2 separate regions of the Gossypium hirsutum genome follow, and region 1 is linked to region 2. A link is a contact called in public Hi-C data. All regions are on one chromosome and are shown on one strand. Each heading gives the region's core, a stretch centred on a gene start, on an enhancer-like site or on the middle of the called end of the contact. The rest is flanking DNA. Distances are from core to core; before and after follow the strand shown.

Region 1 (7,134 bases), core at 2,519-5,018, 190 kb before region 2:
ATAAGGAAGAGGAAGCATCAGCTGTATCACCAGTAATAGTAGAACCCTACAAAACATATAACTTGACAGTCTTTCTCTTCCTTTTCATCACAACTAGGGAACCTTTGGAAATCTTCAAAACCCCACTTTCAGCTATGCACTTGTACCCTTTGAATCAAGAGTACTCAACGAAATTAAATTTCTCTTTAATTCTAGAACATGTCGTACGTCACTAAGTGTTCTGAAAACTCCATCAAACATCTTAACTTTAATTATTCCAACACTTGCGATTTTACACGAAGCATTATTTCTCATCAAAACAACATTTTTAGACACTATTTCGTAAGTTGTAAACTAATCCCGATTGGGACTCATGTGGAAGGTGCAACTCGAATCAAGGATCCACTTCTAGGTCACTTTATAATTGTTGACAAAGCGATTAGAAGTTCACCATCGCTGTAGTCTTCTACAACATCAGCTTTATCGAAATTTTTTAGTTATTTTTCCTTTTGATTCGCAGCCTCCCTTTTGATCTTATCCTATAGCTTATAACACTCAAATTTAATGTGTCCTTTCTTGTTGCAGAAGTTACACGTTTTACCTCTGTTTGAAAACTTCGATCTACCCTTAGATTTACCACGAGAATTCCATTTTTGTATCCTTCCACGATTAACATTCCGATCTTGTCTCCGACGAACAATGAGACCCTCTCCCTGAGAGTCAGTTTTAACTACAAGATGCTTCATATTATCATACGAGGTCAAAGAATCATAAACCTCATCAACTGTGAGAGACTCGCGGTTATATAAAATCGTGTCTCTAAAGGTTGAATAAGACGAGGGCAATGAACAAAGTAGAATCAACCCTAGATCTTCCTTATCATACTGAACCTCAATGGCCTCTAAGTTTGGGAGAATTTCTTTAAACACTGTTAAGTGTTCGTGCACAAATGCACCTTCCTCCAAACGATAAGCATAAAGACGCTGCTTTATACGCAACTTGTTGGTTAGAGTTTTCGACATACATATTTGTTCCAGCCTCTTCCATAATCCAGTGGTGGTCTTCTCTTCCATCACATCCTACAAAATTTCGTTAGACAAATGCAGATGTAACTGTGTTAACGCCTTTCGATCCTTGCGCTTCTTCTCTTCCTCTGTCAATGTCGAAGGCATCTTATCTACCCCTAGCAGGGCTTCCTCTAAGTCCATTTATGTAAGAACTGTCTGCATCTTTATCTGCCACAACACGAATCTAGTGTTGCGATCCAACAGCTGAATTTTATACTTTAAAGACGCCATTACCGTGATTGAAATGAATAACCTGGAAACTCTGATACCAATTTGTAAAAACAGAACGTCAGTAATGACAATATATCGCAAAGGAAAAAAAGAACACAAATTTTTACGTGAAAACCCTTTCGGGAAAAAAGTCACAGGCAGAGGAGAAAAAAATTCACTATGTCAAATTCGATTAATTAAAAGAGGAATAGGCTATGTCTATTTATAGGCCTGTAAAACCGTATTCTAATAGAAGTGTAGTAAGATTGAAACACCTTATTCTAAACAATATCAAATAGATAGAGTTTAATAAGGTTTAAAAACCTTATTCTAAAATAAAATAAAAGAAGTGTAGTTCTATAGGGATTTTATTTTACCACTGTATTTTATTTAAATAAGGATTTAGGTCACTTAATTTTAATACAGACAACTTCAGAATATATGATACAGTAGCTAAGTACAATATTTTGGTGCATATTGTTGGAGAATGTTCAGTAACAATCAGTCTGTAACTTTCTTCATTGCAACTTCAATAGAATTGAGGATTTCATAAACAATATCTGATCGTCTGTGCATGGAGTAGGAATTAGTAACCAAGTATAAATGATCAAGTTAAAGGCACAGCGTCAGTGGGTTGTAGGCGTTGAAACTGGAAACATTTTAGAGGCAGTAATCCTTGCGGAAGGTATGCTTTGAAATTGAAAACTAATATCCTCCCAACAAAGTTAATGGCCGCAATTAAGGGTCTGAAATTTGTATCATGTGATTTTGAGTCCGCATCTTATAAGAACAGCAAAGTCAAATGGGCCAATACAAGCCCAACAGTAAGGTTGTTCCCAATTTCCAACCCAAGGAAAGGTTGTAGGTTTTCTACAAAAATCCAACAATAGAATACTCAACCTATAATGGCATTTGTTTCTTATAGAAAGGGTTAATGGATGATTTACCCTCAAAGTTGCATTTAATTATCACTTTCATCCTTAAAGAGATTATGAAAAACAGTTTCTATAGTGTAAGGTTGTTTACTGTTTCGCTACCTTGGTGATCGATATTTATAGAGGAATGAGGATTGGGCAATGATTCCAATCATTAAATTACCCTTCCCCCTGGGTAAGGCGATGGGGTTAGGGGTGAATTTAAAGGAGTGCAAGTGTTGGCACCCTCAAATGGAAAAATTATTTTTTAGTACCCTAATAAAGTTATTATATAATAAAAATTTACTTTTGACATCTAAAAAATGAAAAAATTTCTATTTAGTCCTTTCAAAAGTGATAAATTCATAAGTTAATATAAGATAAAAATATATTTTAACCTCACAAAAATTTAAAATCCAATTTTGTCTCCCTCTCTTTATTTTTTTTTTTGCTTCACCCCTATATAAAATCCAATTTTGTCTCCCTCTCTTATGTGTCAGCTACTCTTGAGGTTGGCTTGTTCGAAATTTAGGAAAAAAACACATAGTAAGACTTGAACCTAGCACACCAAAACCCCTAAAATTTTGAGTTACATAATCTTTTATAAATATAAATAAGTGTCTTAATCTAGTATAAATAATATTTGAGGTAGAGAAAATTATTATGGAAATTACTGAAAGGCATATTGATTTGGCCCTCCAACTTTACAAAAAATGTCATTTTAGTCTTACATTTAATTTCTCATCTCTTTTAATTCTTTTTAAACGTGGCATATATGTGGACTGTCATGCCAGCAATTAATTATTTTTTAAATTTTAAAAAATAAAAATATATTTAAAAAGTATAGAAATTATAAAAAAAATATTTTATTTTTTAAAAAATAATTAATTGCTGACATGGCATACACGTGGACTACCAAGTTAGCAAGAACAACATACGTTAACTTTTTCATCTATTTTAGAATGATTTGACAAACAATGCAAGTTTAATGATTAAAAAGGACGAAAAATTAAATGAATGATAAAAATAATTTCTTTTATAAAGTTGAAGATCCAAATATATCATTTTACCTTATTAAAATTATATTATAATTTTTTTGGTATAATATTTTAACTTACTAAAATCATGTTGTAGACTTATAGGATATCCAACTTATCGTTAATGTTGTGAAATATCAATGGTTAACGAAGTTTTATCAGAAGTTACTAAAATTTCTTTTAAAAATTTTACTAAGGTTATCAAAATTATATTAGATGTTACTTAAACATACCCCAAATAAGAAGTTTTTAAAAAAAGAAAAGAAATATATAAAGGTTGTTAAAATTATATCAAAAAAAAGTTGATTGAACTATTGGAAAGTAATAGGAATGACGTGGAATCATTATTTCGTATAATTTTTTTAAGGATTGAGTTTCAAGGATATGGGTTAATTGTTTAAGCCATATTTCATGCGGCTTTTGTTACTTGAGGCCAGAATTCTCCACACATGATTGTAGCACTAACCATAAACATCCAACCCAAGAGTTGAAGGTTGTCTGGCGGAGATAACCAAAGGGTATCTCAAGCTATAAATGCTTATCACTCCTAATTCCCTCCTGACATAGAAATAGCTAGTTATGCATGCATGTGAGCCATGTGCTTGGTTGACGCTGCAACTTATACTTCCAACTATAAATGCTAGTGATGTTGAGTGCCTACCATTTTAATTTCCCCATTATCAATTTCTATATGCCTGCCGCGTTACACGGTTGCCTGCAATATATGAAGTCACAACTATGACATTCAAAATTTACTCTTTCTTTCTTTTTCCTTTTTGCTGCAAACTGCCATTGTCCTCCGTTAGGGAGTGACGAAACTTTAACCCATTTATGCTTTTCATCCCATTTTTTCTTCTTCATTGGTGAGTCGTATTCTTTGCATAGGTACAATGCGCCACGCCACTTTCGCTCTGGTTAGTTGCAGCTGTTCTCCGTTTTGCCTTTTGGTTGGATCCATTCATATAGTTCCAGGTTTGCTGATGAATTGGTATTGATTGCTACATTATTATATATACACATTGGTTTTGAGGATTACAAAATAAATAATAAAAGAACTAATAAGATCATCATGACTTAAGCAGATATGTGAAGAAAAAAATTTGAAGCATTTTACTCTTGTGGATAGTGATAGTAATTGGTAATTATTTTAGCTGTACTGTAGTCCTTTGTGAAATTATTGGAAGTTTGCATAATATACAATTGATTACCTGTTCTTCTAGATTAAGGAGATAAATCAGGTTCGCAAGGCAAGAAAGATATATGTATTTTCACTATCTAACATTTAAGCCTATAAAAAGAAAAGAAAGTAATATGAACTAAAAGGGTGTAGAGAAGCTAAGATGGTATTAACTTTGGGTACAAAGGGAGAGGAGTGAACGTGCACTGGGGACAAGAAACATTGAATCAAAGAGAGGTTTCCGACAATGAGGAGACAATAAAGGAAATGAAGTGAATCTGCCTCCAAATTCATCATGTTAAGCTACTTTCTTTTCCCCTTTGCCCATTGCACGGGGCAGCTTAATTCGTATTTGAATCATTGGTTGTTACTTTGTTAAACATGCGCTTGGACTTTTGAAGGAACAATTATGGCCACCCTCACACTCACCCTCACTTCCCAACTAGCTTAACTATCTTGTCGCTTTCTGCTTTTCATTTACACCTTTCTCGATCTCTTTCTTAATCTCTCTCTCCTTCAACTTTATACACGCGAGGGCTAGCTGTAGCTACCAAAACTATCAGTCTCCATATATAGTTAGGACGTGATATCCGTTGAGAGTTGATAAGTGGTAGCATAAATGCCTTCTAATGTTATTTAAGGGTACATGTCCTTATGTCACACATGGTTCGGTCGGATGAAATGCTTCCATTTCATCTAACTCTTTCTTACAATATTCCTACAAAACCCATTTCTTGTACAAATATTTCTAATAATTCTAAAGATTAAGACGAGACAATTACTTATAATTTACCCAAAAAAGTTTTTATTTTCCAAAATTTCTTACTTAATATAAGATTAAACCTAAAATAATTTTCGATCGACAAAATTATATCAAAATTCAAACTCAATGTGAATAAGAATTTGGTTAATATGTAAGATTATTTTGTCATGAGTAGGTTTTCTTAATTCAGACATTTATTCGAGTCTCACTGGTGTTCTAGAAGGTTTTTCCTTTTTTTCATACTTAACACAACAAAACAAACCAAATGCACTAAAAAATGTCGTAATTCACCTAAGTGGTTGTCGGTAGGCTTTTAACGGCAGGTGGTAGTCGGGGCAGAGCCCACAAAGAGACAAACAGCAGCAGTTTCAAGGTGCGGCGAACGGCGGAAAAAGGAAATTAAATTTTCTTTAAAGAAAACCCGAAACCACCACAAAAATCAAACTTGAAGTAATAAAATAATTCAAATAACATAAACCAGGTCTAAATCATTTAGTAATTTGGTATATAGCCATTAAAAAAACAATCCCCATATTGCAGAAACCATTATTAAATGCTCCCTTAGAACCCTACATAAAGGCCCTTCAATGTCCCCCCCATTCACACTTCTTACAAGCCTACCCCTTTTTGTTGTGCAATTTAGGACCCTCCCAACAGCCCCACTCTGGCCTAGCCAACCAGCCAACCATCCTCTCCCCAACCCTCAAACCCCATTTTTTTTAGCACCATTTCCTAGTATGCTCGTGTGCTTTGTAATTCTTTAATTTTATGAATTATTATTTCTCCCTAATTCCTGCTCTGGTGCTATAATTCTCTCTTAAAGCACTTTTTTTATCTCTGCCATGGCATCATCAAGCAGTAGTACCACTGGAACAGGCTCCCCTTGTGGTGCATGCAAGTTTCTGAGACGAAAATGCGCCTCTGACTGTATTTTTGCTCCTTACTTTTGCTCAGAACAAGGCCCTGCAAGATTTGCAGCCATTCATAAAGTGTTTGGGGCAAGCAATGTATCCAAATTATTGTTGCATATCCCAGCTCATGATCGTTGTGAGGCGGTCGTCACCATTGCTTATGAAGCTGAAGCCAGAATTAGGGATCCCGTTTATGGTTGCGTTGCTCATATATTCGCCTTACAACAACAGGTTCCTATGCCCTTTCCATTTTTTCTCAATTTTCCATGCTATAATTTGAACACTTTCTAATCTTTGTTGCATATTACATCTGTTCGTGGTTTCTCGTAGGTTGCATGCCTGCAATCTCAACTAATGCAAATCAAAGCCCAACTAGCTCAAAATGATATGAATTCATCTCATAAGATAGTAGAGAATCAATGGCAAGGAAACCTTTCTGGCACTGTTCCAAGCTATATGAATCCAATCTCCCCACAAAGCTCACTTGAGTCTGTTGAGCTCAACAGTGGTGATAGCGTGAACCTGCAAGAAATACAAAGCAGACATGAGGAGTTTTGTTTCCAGGGTTACCATAAGAAGAGATTAAATAATAATAGTGATTTGGGTGAGCTTCAAACACTTGCCCTTAGAATGATGAGGAATTAAGCTGAACTATCGTTTTGGATTCTATACTTTCCCTATGGAATATGAGGCAGATGATCTTGTTTCTTTTCTTTCCAATCCATGATGTGTATATACATATGGAAACTATTCTGAAGAAGATTTAGTACCTTAACTTTTTTATCAGACTAATATTAGCATTGTCCTCTTTGTTTTCTGTCTTTTTTATTCAGCTATGGTGCATAAATTGATGGTGGTAGCTGAATGATAATTTGTTCTGAAAATCATAGTTAATTTGGATAGTGATGGATCAAGCGATAAAAAATTTCATCAATATTATTTAAGTATCGAATTCAAAGTTTTGTAAAAGTAGAAAGTGCTGATTTGCTCTCTATTTTGAAATATGAATTTCACACAAATTTATTTGATAGTAGTTTACTGTTTTGTGACCCACAATTATAGAGCAACTTCAGTTT
Region 2 (6,415 bases), core at 2,555-5,054:
TCATTCAGTTACTTATTGTTCTAAAAAGCTTGGATAAGTTAAAGTTGTTATATTGAGAAAAAGCTCACATCATTTGCTTTAGATAGTTCGAATTCTAGCATTTTCTTGTAATTCAGCATTTAACTTCATTCTTCTTAGTTGGGTAATCTATTGAAATTAATCTTGATTTTAACCCTATTTTTCAGCCTTTATCCAACACCTTTAACTCAAGCCCCATTACAACCCTGCTAAAGACCTTTTGATTTGTGTATCATCTCATTTATAGTGGTGGAGATTTGATTTTCATGCAAGCTTATGGTAATAAATTTTCATGTTTGACTTTTGAGTGCTTAATTGTTAAACCTTAAACACTTTGAGTGATTTGAATGAACCTTTAGAGAGGATGTCAACCCTTGTCATTTTGGAATTAAAGATAACTATTTAGATAAAGGAGGGATGCCTATGATTTTATGATTAAAATGCTCAATTTGCATTGTTTGAAACTTTGATGTTCTTATAGTTAAGCTTTTAATGTATGATTTCTTATGGATTATTTCAAACATTATTGATGAGAATTATCAGTTGAGAATGATTTATTTTAATTGTGAGTCAAAGATTTTGCTTGAGGACAAGCAAATGCTTAAGTGTGGGGATATTTGATAAACCATAATATATACATATTTTTGCCCCATACTTGGCTTATTTTTGGATGATTTTTTCTTGGTTTTATTGAATTCGATGCTCCTAATCCTTTAAATTCATGTTTTATACTTAGGAAAGCTTAGGATAACCAAAAGAGTGAGAAACGGGCCAAAAACGGACAAATTTGGGCCTAAATCAGTGTTTCACACAGCCTAAGCACTTCCACACGAGTGATCCACACGCCCGTGTATGACACACGGGTAGACCACAAGCCCGTGTGTCCTGGCCGTGTCGACATTAATCCAAGTCAGAATTGCACACGGCCGTGTCCCTGTCGAGCCCAAGTCTAGTTCTACTCGAAAAAGGCTTATTTTGGGATAATTTGGGCATTTAAAAGTCTATATAAAGACCCTAGAAGAGGATTGGAGGGAGAGACACAGAGTTGGAAGCAGAAAATACCTAAGGACAGCCATCAAAATCATTTCGGAAGCAAGGATCTACATCAAGACTGAAGATTTGCATCCAAATTCCTAGAGTTCTTTGGGGTTTTCTTTATGTTTTGTTGTTTTCCATACTTTGAGATGTTTTCCATTAGTATGGACTAAACTCCCTAAATACCTAAGGGAGATGAAATCTATGATGAATCTTATTACTATTTGAATTGTATGATAAAGACTTATTCTTATTCTAAATTGTGAGTTCTAAATTCTTGTTTTAATATTCCAGGGTATTAATTCAGGTTTTGATGTGCTTATTCAATGGAGCAAAAGTCCCTGTTTAAGAGTAGATCATTCATAATTAAGCGGAGTTGAATGCAATCCTAGAGATAGGATGACATAAATCTGCCGGATTAGAGTCAAATCTAATAAGGGAATCCATAGATCAAGTTAATGCAACAATAGGGGTTTTAATTAGAAAGAGGTTTTAATTAATCAACCTAGAGTCAGTTGTTCTTAGTCTCGAGAGAAATATTAACATAAATTAGGGATTTCTATGGATTAAGTTAAGTGAATAAATTGTCTAATTCAAAAGTAATAAGTGAAGTCTAGGTGGATTCTTCATTGGGTATTGTCTTCTCCATTGGTTTTTCCTAAAGTATTTTCCAAACTTTCATCTTTGTCATAATCTTAGTTAATTAGATAATTAGTTTCAGTTTAAAAACATACTTTAATTCTTAGGCTAGATAATAAAAAGATAGTAATTACTAGTACTTTTAGTCCTCGTGGATACGATATTTCCGGTCTCACCAGAACTATACTACTATTCGATACGTGCGCTTGCCTTAGTCGAATTTATAGTTAGTTTCACGACCATCACCAGTCCCCACAATCATTGCTGATCATAGTAATACAGCTATTCTTCCTTTGACGCAACGTATAAGCATGAAAGAACTTAGTATTATAATCTCCAAGATAAAGCCAAACATAGCGGACTTTCTGTTTCTAAAGAAGTTCTTCATGACGAAGAACATTCTCCAACTCCTGCAGAATCTTTAACTCCACCTGAGCTAAACGATTAGAACCTGAGAAATCCATAATTTTCTGAATTTTAATGAGCTCCTTAACAAGAAACCTTTTTACGAGAAGTAATATGACCATAAACTGACTTATTCCAATTCTTAAGATCACAAGAGAACATACTTAAGGTATCAGACATATCACCAGAGAAACCCCAATTATCTCCTATAAATTTTCCAAAATCAGGGTGTTCAACCCATCCAACCAAATAACGAAAAGGCCTGCCTTTAGGAAGATTAGCCTCCAAGTTTAAAGAAAGGAGAAGAGGCTTATGGTCTGACTTAATTTTAGGGAGATGAGTGACCAAACTATTTGGGAATAGCTGAACCCAAGCTTCATTTCCCAAAGCCCGATCAAGCCTCTTAAAAAGCAAACCCCTGTGCCAAGTAAATGGGGGCCTCTGAAACCTAAATCATGAAGCTCTCCTTATCTATGAAGTCACCAAATGCCTATCTTTAGACATACCACCTGATTTCTCAGAGGACAAAGAATAGCGTTGAAATCACCAATTACGACACACAGGTAATTTCCCATAGAAATCGAACATTTCAAAATATCCCACAGATCCTTACGTTTCTGCTTATTCAGACTCCCATATACAAACGAGATAAAGACTGAAATTAGGGAAGACGTAGATCGAACCTGAGCCATAATAAACTAAGAATGATTATAAATTATCTCAAGACAAACAGAATTCTTCCAGCCAATCCAAATGCCCCCCGAGAAACCAATCACTTCAACGTGATGAGAATTAAGGAACCCCAATTTTGCAATAATATTACCCGCACTTTAGACCTACTAACTCTTGTCTCAAGCAAACTAATAATATCAGGACTATGTTCCTGATTATATTCCTGAAAAATATGAGGAAAATTATCATTGGCACAACCTTGACAATTCCAAAAAAAATAGTAAAATTCATAATAAACAGCAAAAATTAGAAATCGTATCATTTACTGTCGAGAGACAGTATCCCCATCCGTGATCAAATCTATACCTTCCGATCCAAAAATTAGATCATTGCCAATATTTGGATTTGAAATGAATTTAGCCATTTCTTCTATAGATTCGAGTAATGGTACTCTGGAATTCCCGAAAGCTTTGAAACGACTCTTCCTACCACGCAACGTATTGGAAGCTTTTCGACTACTTCGCCCAATTAAATCTTTACCTCTATGCCTCTCTTTGGAAACAGAAATTCCTTCACCTAATTTTCCACGGGAAAGGTTAACCGAACTATTTTTTTCTTTTTTGTGAAATAAGTCTTTGAAACTTATTGCTGAATGTTTCCCGAGATCCAAAACACCATCAGAAATGAGAACAAGAGTACCCCCAGAACCTTCGAAAGCAGGATTAAAATGAGCTTTAATATTGTCAAAATTCCCAGCATTTAAATCCCCTCAAACCTCAGTGGATAAACCTTGACGAACTACATCGCCCAAGACCACGTCCTCACCAGAAGATAAATGATGTAACGATCCTGCAACACCAACGTTTGAATTAGAATTAGAAATAAAATTGCCAATATTTAATTCCTCACTCATATTCTGTGTAATAACACTGTCCAACATAGGCCTTTTTTCCATAGCTTTTCTAGGCCTCCCATTAACAGCCTGGCCCGAAGAATTCAGCGTAGCAGGCTCTACCGGAAGCCCAACAATCGGACGACTCATGTCATCCATTTCCTTGGCTACCGTAGCAACCTTCTTAGAAGATCCAATACCCGAACTAGGCTTAAAGCCTGGAATAGAAATTGAACCCAAACCCTTCAAAGATTTATCCCCAACCCCAGTATTAAAACCATCAACTTTCCTAGGGTATATTTCAGCCCCCTTACCGATAGAAAACCTCCAACAGAGACAGCGTGATTATCGCTCGTCTCTCCCACCTTCTTTGACACCTTAAATCGAGAGCTTCTCAACTCCTTGCGAGATTTCGCTCTGTTAATCGCTCCATTATTCGCTCCGGCATTACCTCGGACGTTCCTTCGTCCTTGCCGAGACCTTTTTTTGAAAGAATTTAATGTCTCAAAAGCAGCCTATAGTCATGAATGGGACCATGGTTAGATATAATTTGATGAGAATATTTCCAAAATTAACCATGAATTAAGTCCCTATCAAAGCTTCATTTATTATATATTAATGGGTTTTTTAAGATGTTAAGTGTCATGTGAGTTATGACTTGCTCTAGACGTTCAAACATCAATTTCGATTCCCAACATTTTATGTCAGTAGCCACGGAAATGTTTGATGATGATGATTCAGAAAGAGAAGCCAAAAGCATTTTTTCTTTTTTCTTTTTTCTTTTTTCTTTTTTCCAGAAGTTACTACATTAATTCTTTTGTTTTATTTAATTTAATATTTAAAGTATAATTCCCAATATACATATAAAAAGTAACTTGATTAGAAAGTTCAAAGTCCAAACCATAAAATAGGGATCAATAATATCTAGGTTAGCTTAACAGTTAGGCCATGAATCCTCATTCTCGTCAACTACACACTTTCTTTTTTGTACAACAGATAAAAGGGAAAAAAAACTACAGACCCATACTATCACGTCCCCGGAATCCTCGTGCAAGAGCAATAAGCGGATTGGATAAATACACATTAGCATCAGTAATAGCTACTGTCTACTGTCCAAGTTAAATTAGAAAGGTGATTTTCTCAGAAGAATGTAACGAACAATTAACACTCAATTTTCAGGTATAAAGATTAAACAATCATTCACTAGTGTTTTCAAAGAATGACCGGACTTAAAAGATCCAGACAACATATAAAGAAAAGAAAAAAAAGAGAATTTTGCATTGTTATCAAGTCTTACAATTGAAGTAACGAAAAAAAAATGTTGTTGTTATCTAATCATACAATTCACATTTAATCTGGAATTCAAATATGAGAACAACTGATGATATATATATTTGACAATTTAGTAAATATATATATATGTATAGAAATACGAAATATTTAATAACAATGAAAATAGTGCAATAAATCTAAATATAATTAACATGATTAATGTTGTATTAATATTTACTATTTAATTAAATTTTAAATATTGTATTTTTAATTATAATAATTAATATAAAATAATATTTTTTATTTAAATTATTAAATAAAATTAAAATATATTAACTTATCAATTCAAATATTATAATAATAAATTTATAAATCATAATTAAATCATTTCCAACTTCTATTTTACTTTTTTTTTTTACATGTGAATTTATATTTTATATTATAAATCGATTGCATTCTTTCAATCAATATATGTGTGTATGGCATTAAAGTTTTTAATAATTATTTTAATTTATGTTGACTGGAGTGTGGATGGATTAAAGTTTATAGAGAAGAAATAAAGTTAATGACAGGTGGAGACAACCTGGAGAAGCTAATTGGGATTTGGTTTAAGATTAAGCAAAATAAAAAAAGCAATTAAGCTTATTAATGGGGAAAATTCCGATGCTAAAGCTGTGGCTTATGAACTTAATCAAATTAAGTTTTTTTATTGATTATATGTGATTGAGAATTAGTTGAGTTGGTACCATATACAGGTGGAGCCAAGGGTAGAAAGGATCCTTAAAATGAAAAAATTTTCATTTAAACTCTTTATAATTTATAAAATTTTAAATTAATAATGATAATATTACATTTTGTCTCCCTAAAATAATAAAAATTTAATTTAATTTTTTAAAAATTATAAAAATATAGTCAATTAAAATAATAAAATTATATTTTTACTATCGTGAAAATATATAATTTAATTCCGCCCAAAAAAATTTTTCACTCTGCCACTGTACCATGAATTCTTGAAGGTTGTAAGTTAGGAATGACTTTATGGTCTAACTATTAGTAATAGTAATCTGTTCAACTTTTTATCTTCTTCCTCTTAATCTTCTTTTTCCTTTTTCTTTTTCAAGTAAAAAACAAAAAGAATTGGAATTGCTTTCTTAATTAGCAAAAGATAAATGATTCTGGAATGAGTTGGCAATGTTTCCAAAAAGTGTAGCCTCAATAGACAAATCTATCGCTTAATGTAACATCAGGTATATGTTTAGTTTGCTGAATCTTATATTATGTTTCGTAATAAGATTATAGATTATAAGATTATGAGTGGAATGTGAACTTACTTTATTTAGTTCTTTTGGCTGGAATTAAAAATTCAAAAATTTAGTTGACAAAATCTAAAATTACTTAGAAACAAACACATTTTACTCCATTGTCAATGTTATAATTTTTTTTAATAATATTAGTTCCTTTAATATTTTTTAGTCTCAATTT

The links. Hi-C and Micro-C count contacts between places; a contact is called where the count stands out from the background.
Region 1: a Hi-C map of leaf shows a contact between it and region 2, with 2.5 times the contacts expected there. The contact joins the promoter of LOC107894614 here to the enhancer-like site in region 2. A contact is called at or near these places in 7 of 34 Hi-C or Micro-C datasets (callus, hypocotyl, leaf and 1 more).

What each region holds. Positions count from the first base shown.
Region 1 is chrA08:9,847,554-9,854,687 of Gossypium_hirsutum_v2.1, reverse strand. LOC107894614 (LOB domain-containing protein 16) reads left to right here and starts at 3,768. Exons shown (of 2, transcript XM_016819899.2): 1 at 3,768-6,289; 2 at 6,389-6,875. The coding sequence starts at 5,990. The coding sequence ends at 6,703.
Region 2 is chrA08:9,662,515-9,668,929 of Gossypium_hirsutum_v2.1, reverse strand. No RefSeq gene overlaps it. Among protein-coding and RNA genes, the nearest start is that of LOC121205740, 15 kb to the left of the region's middle. Within about 2 kb of position 3,804, at least 7 of the 9 cell types and tissues checked have an H3K27ac peak or open chromatin away from gene starts, as enhancers often do. A contact at or near this core is called in hypocotyl and leaf, where this site is marked.